2 separate regions of the Anser cygnoides genome follow, and region 2 is linked to region 1. Evidence: chromatin contacts called from public Hi-C data. All regions are on one chromosome and are shown on one strand. The core of a region is the stretch at or near the end of the contact, and the rest is flanking DNA. Distances in the headings are between cores, read along the strand shown.

The links. Hi-C and Micro-C count contacts between places; a contact is called where the count stands out from the background.
Region 2: a contact with region 1 is called in a Hi-C map of liver, with 1.8 times the contacts expected there. The contact joins the promoter of DDRGK1 here to the enhancer-like site in region 1. A contact is called at or near these places in 2 of 7 Hi-C or Micro-C datasets (granulosa cells and liver).

Annotation. Positions count from the first base shown.
Region 1 is chr4:2,436,115-2,438,814 of Taihu_goose_T2T_genome, forward strand. The region is part of intron 3 of ATRN (attractin); the gene reads right to left. Among named protein-coding and RNA genes, the nearest start is that of ATRN, 37 kb to the right of the region's middle. Within about 2 kb of position 1,372, at least 2 of the 3 cell types and tissues checked have open chromatin away from gene starts, as enhancers often do. A contact at or near this core is called in liver, where this site is marked.
Region 2 is chr4:2,915,417-2,918,116 of Taihu_goose_T2T_genome, forward strand. DDRGK1 (DDRGK domain containing 1) reads left to right here and starts at 1,376. Exons shown (of 9, transcript XM_066997071.1): 1 at 1,376-1,531. The coding sequence starts at 1,408.

The DNA.
Region 1 (2,700 bases), core at 122-2,621:
GGAGTGGCTGAGGTCACTTGGTTTGTTCAGCCTGAAGGAGATTTTGAAGCCGAGAGAACAACAAAATGCCAGCATTAACCAGTCCCTTTGTCACACAGAGCAAGGACACCCACACTCCATTGTCTGCCTATCCATGCAGCCCGCAAGTGCTGCTTCTTCCTAAGTTGCTTAGGCCTCTAGATACTCCCTAACACGAATAATACCAACTCGAAGTGTTTTACACCTTTCTCAGTATCGCTAATCCTCTTTAACAACCCCCCCGCCACGATGAGGTGATCATTTGCTCTAAGCAACGTAACCAAGCTGACCTCAAGGTGTAAGCAGGGCTTGCAGCTTGGTTCAGGACGGGCCCTGAGGATAAAGCAGAAGAAAAGCACGAGTATTTACGTGTGCCTGTGGCAAAGAAATCGGGGTTTGAGGGAATAGAAGGAAAGCACGCTGCAACAGGAACGGGAGAATGAGGGAGGGCAGAGGAGATGCGACGTGCTTACACAGGGAAGGACAAGAGGTTCAGAACAAGAAGTTTCTGTCTAACTTGGTGAGGGAAGTGGAGCCAAGAGCTCTCATGAGACCACGCTGATTCCAGTTGGAGGATCCCAGTAGAGAACACGGACTGGAGCAAGTCCAGATGATGGCCGCTGAGATGGCCAGGGGCCAAGTACACAACCTGTGAGGAGAGGCAGGAGGAGCGAGGCTCGCTTGGCCTAAGGCCAGGAGGCTGAAGATGGGGTGAAGCCACCTAAGGGGAGATGAGCAGAGGAGGCAGCACCAGACGAGGTTCACAGCAAAAGGACATGAGGCAACCGACAAGTTGCACAGGAAATTCTGATTAGAGATTAGGAAAAGACTGTTTTTTCCCATGAGGGTAGCCACTGGAGCACGGGCCCAGAGAAGGGACCTCCATCCCTAAGAGCTGCCCACAACTTCACTGGACAAGGACTGGAGCAAGGGCCTGATCCAGCTCCTCAGCCAGCCTTGCTTTGGGTTGGGGACCAGACCAGAGACTTCCAAGAGGTGCCTCCAACCCAAATCATCCCATGTTCTGTGCCCAGTCTCAAATCCGGGCTAAGTGCCACATTCACAGCAATTAGCCAGAGGAAGATGAGCTGCTCCCATTTTCCTGAGGGTTCTCGTGCCAGCACGGCAGAGCAGCCACCTCAGCAAGCGACCATGGGGTGGCCGCTGCCACCTGCCGCCACGACCCGCCATGTGGTGCCGAGCGGCCTGGGGGGGGCTTCGGAGCCGCCTCACCAAGCGCGGAGCCACGGCCAAAGGTCTTGCAAAAGAACATCGTTTTTTGAGGAGGAAAAACACCCGGCGCTGACCAGCACAAACCGAAGACGTGTCCAAGAACAGCTCCAGTAAATGTTTAACACGGAGTTAAAAACGATGACGAAGTTCACAATGAGTGTATTTTATCCTCTTCGGATCTCTTTGCTCTGTGCAAATGAGCACACTGGATTTTTATTACCTCCGCGTTCCTTCACTGCATTTTTGAAGTAACATATTTATATAGTCTCCTGTTGCCTATGACCACAAATATAAACGAGCAAAAATATTTTTAACTCTGCTTAATAGAAGAAAAGATGAATGGATAGGACTGGATCACCCTGGGACACGGACTACAAGGAATTTAGTGAACCGTTTATGCAGATTCTCAGACTATGTAAACATTTGCATTAGACAAATTTCTCTTTTGCAGTTAAAACTGATGAAATTAATTTAATATTTTCTGTAGTCTGATGCTGAGGACCTCCAGGGTAAATACCGTATTTTAACAAACTTATGTAAAAATCGGAAGGTCAAGAAAACAAGGGAAGAGCAGTGAAGGAAGTGAGGGCTCAGGCAACTGTTGTAAAAAGCCAGGGAGGTAAAAAGGCTGAGCTCTGGAGAGGCCCGGGAGGAATTTACAGTGTTTATCAACAAACTCAGAAAGTTTACAGTGCCCAAAGGTACAAAGCTCAATCTTGCAAATCCTCCGGCATGATGCAAAAAATAGTGACGAGTGAAAGATGGCTCTGGTTAATATTAAAATTTAACGTCAGAGAAGAAAGAGAGAAAATATGAACATTTCTCTCGAGAAACTCTAGGGCATTTATTTTTGTATCAAATAAAGGTATTTTTCAACAGATGCCTTTTTCGCACTTCATCAAAATTAGAAGCATCTGCTATTTCCTGAACTTGGTTTACTGAACAACACAGCGCAGTGCTAATGAAGATGAAACTCAAATGCCATCTAAAGAAGCAATTAAAAAAATAATTGATTTTTTTTCCTACTTCAAAAATGTTATTGTATTAAGCTCACGCTTGCTTGTCCTCAGGCACCGACTTCCTAGTGATTTACAGATGATTTTAAAGTCTGAACCATTGTTGTTAATGCTGTGAACTATTTATAACCTCGATTTTAAAAGCCTCTTAATTTCTGGAAAATACACAAGAAACTGCAGGCACAAATCATGATCACTTCACCTTTTCAATGGAGTATTAAAAATTACCTCGATTAGAGCAAAATGACTATGAGTCGAGATGACATCTTTCCCCTTTATGCATATCAATTCAGCCCGTGATACCAGGAAAGTACTTCCAGGTTTTTGAGAAAAGAGAAGGTTTCTTCTTCTTCAAATGGGGTGAGACTATCCTAACAATTCATTTTGACATTAGAGTTTGGAGGTTTATAGGAAGCATTCTTTCACTACAAAA
Region 2 (2,700 bases), core at 126-2,625, 480 kb after region 1:
CGTTGGATGAGCTTAGAGCAGTTATTGGGCCACAGCCAAAGGCCGCCCAGCTAGCACTAGCTCTGCAGGGATCGATGCAAACCTGACCTTGAAAAAAAAAAAAAAAAAAAAAAAAAAAAAAAAGTTTCCTCTGGGCAGCCCGGTTTTCTGCAGTTTTACTGAATTAAGCCAGTTTACTACGTGAGACAAGTAGCTATGGGCAGGTTCAGGGTCAGCATCTATTTTTGCAAACTTGACTCAGTCCAGGCCATATCACCGTGGCATCTCTCCAGCTACCTCAGCGCTGCAGAGCCAGGCAGCTCCAGCCTGAGCACATTTCATCTCCCTTACATCCCCCACACCGAAAGGAGGACAGAAGCTCCTCAGGGGTGCAAGGCAAGTTTACACCCCGGTGTAACAACAAGGGAGACATCTCAGTAGTGACCCCAGTGTTGGCGGGGAGTCGTACCCTACAGCCAGGCCTTCATTTATAAGTGATTTTCCCTCATAACTTTGAGTTTTTTCCCCTCATCTTCCTCTCTGTGACCAGCAGCAGCCTGGGCACAGCTCGCAACGTGCCAGTTTTGTGTTAAATAGGGTGGTTGGACCAACAACCTCCCTTCGCAAACCTCCCACCCTGAGGGCAGCCACCACCAGGTTGTATCGACGGGCAGAGGCCAACGGGATGAGGTTCAACATGGCTAAGTGCCGGGTCCTGCACTTTGACCACAGCAACCCCATGCAGCGCTACAGGCCTGGGGCAGAGGAAAAGGATTTGGGGATGTTGGTCAATGCTCGCCTGAACACGAGCTGTTCAGTTTTGGGCCCCTAGGTACAAGAAGGACATCGCGGTGCCAGAGGGTGTCCAGAGAAGGGCTACAAAGCTGGTGAAGGGCCTGGGACACAAGTCCTGTGAGGAGGGGCTGAGGGAACTGGGGGTGTTTGGTCTGGAGGAGGCTCAGGGCAGACCTCATTGCTCTCTGCAACTGCCTGAAAGGAAGGTGTGGGGAGCTGGGGGTCGGCCTCTTCTCACAGGTAACCAGTGATAGGACTAGAGGGAATGGCCTCAAGTTGGGCCGGGGGAGGTTCAGGTGGGAAATGAGGAGACATTTCTTCTCAGAAAGAGCGGTCAGGCGTAGGGATGGGGTGACAGGGAGGTGGTGGCGTCACCGTCCCTGGGGGTGTTGAAGGGAAGGTTGGACGTGGTGCTTGGTTCAGTGGGTGACAGCGGTGGTAGGAGGATGGTTGGACCAGACGATCTTGGAGGGCTTTTCCAGCCTTTATTATTACTTAATTTATTTATTATTCTGTGATTCCGTGACTCCACCTCAGGCCCTCCCTGACGAGGCCCCGCCCCGCGCTAGCTCCGGCCCGTACCAAGTCCCGTCCCCCCCTCCCCTCGTTCCCCCCCCCCAGCCCACGGGCGCAATGGTCGGGTCGGGGCGGGCCGGGCCGGCGCTGGGCATGGACGCCTTGCTGCTGGCGGCGGCCGCCGCTCTCCTCGCCGCCCTCCTCTTCCTCGCCGCCCGCTTCCGCCGCCGGCCCGGGGCAGGTGGGTCTCGGCTCCGGGGCTTCCCCCGCTCCCCGCCCCGGGGCCTCTCCGGTTCCCTCCCCCCCCGCCTTCCCCGCCCCGTTGCGGGGGGCCCGGTCCCCTTCGGGCCCTGCTCCCGCCGGGAGGGGAGGGGGGCGTCTCCATGGCGACCGTGAGGGGGGGGAAGCGCCTCACCTCAGGCCTTCCCCTGAGGGAAGGGGGGGGGGGGGGGATCTATTGGGGATCCCCGGGGATCCCCTGGGATCCCGCGGCCCCCCGAGGCTCTACCCCCGCATGGAGCCCCCCTGTAGGGAGCCCCTGCTGGCGGCTCGGCCCCGCTGCTCCCTGTTGGACCGTTGGGGGCGGCGTTGAAGTGTGTTGGGGTTCCCCCCTCAGAGCCTGGCGAGCTCCTTTTGAGACCTCTGAGGGGAAAAGGTTTCCATAGGATCCCTCCCCAGCTCGTCCTGTGGGCTGTTTTATCCCCTGGGATCTCCTGGAGCACCCTGCCAAGCGTCCAGCCAAGCGTGGAGTCAATATTCCTCTCACACACCCGCAGGGCCTCCCGTCCTGCCTCACACCCAGCCAGCGTTACCCAGATTTTGCAGAATTTGCCCCATTCCCCAGCCAGCCCCACGCTGTGGGGACGGGATGATGCAGCACTTCCAGGCTCCCAAACACCGCTGATTTATCGCTGGGCGGCCTGGGGCTGTGGGGGAAGCAGCCTCTGTGCTTTTAGGGCTGGGGAAGAAGTCAGATATTTCTTCAGTAAGCTCGCCGGCACGGCTGCATTTCCAGAGGGAACGAAGAGAAACTGTTTGGCTCTGAGGACTCGTACTCAGATGTTTAGCCAGGACAGCCACTGAAGCCTTTGGTTATACACTAGCGCTAGTTCCAGAATTTGGGGTGTTTTCTGCTTGTTTCAGGTTGGTTTTGGTGTTTGGGTTCTGTCTTGGGGGGTGAGGTAGCATGGATAGTTGTCTTTTTTTTTTTTTTAAAGGTTAAAAAAGAAACCAACGGTATAAACATAGTCATACTACTGCAAGAGCATGTGCTGGTAAGGACTTTGTGTTAAAACCAGTTCTTACGGATTAAAAACTAAAGTTTCCAGCATATTTCTTTCACGCTGTTTCTTGTACAGACCTGCTCTAAATCTTTCGTTCTCAGCAGCATGGAAACTGATGAAATTTCGT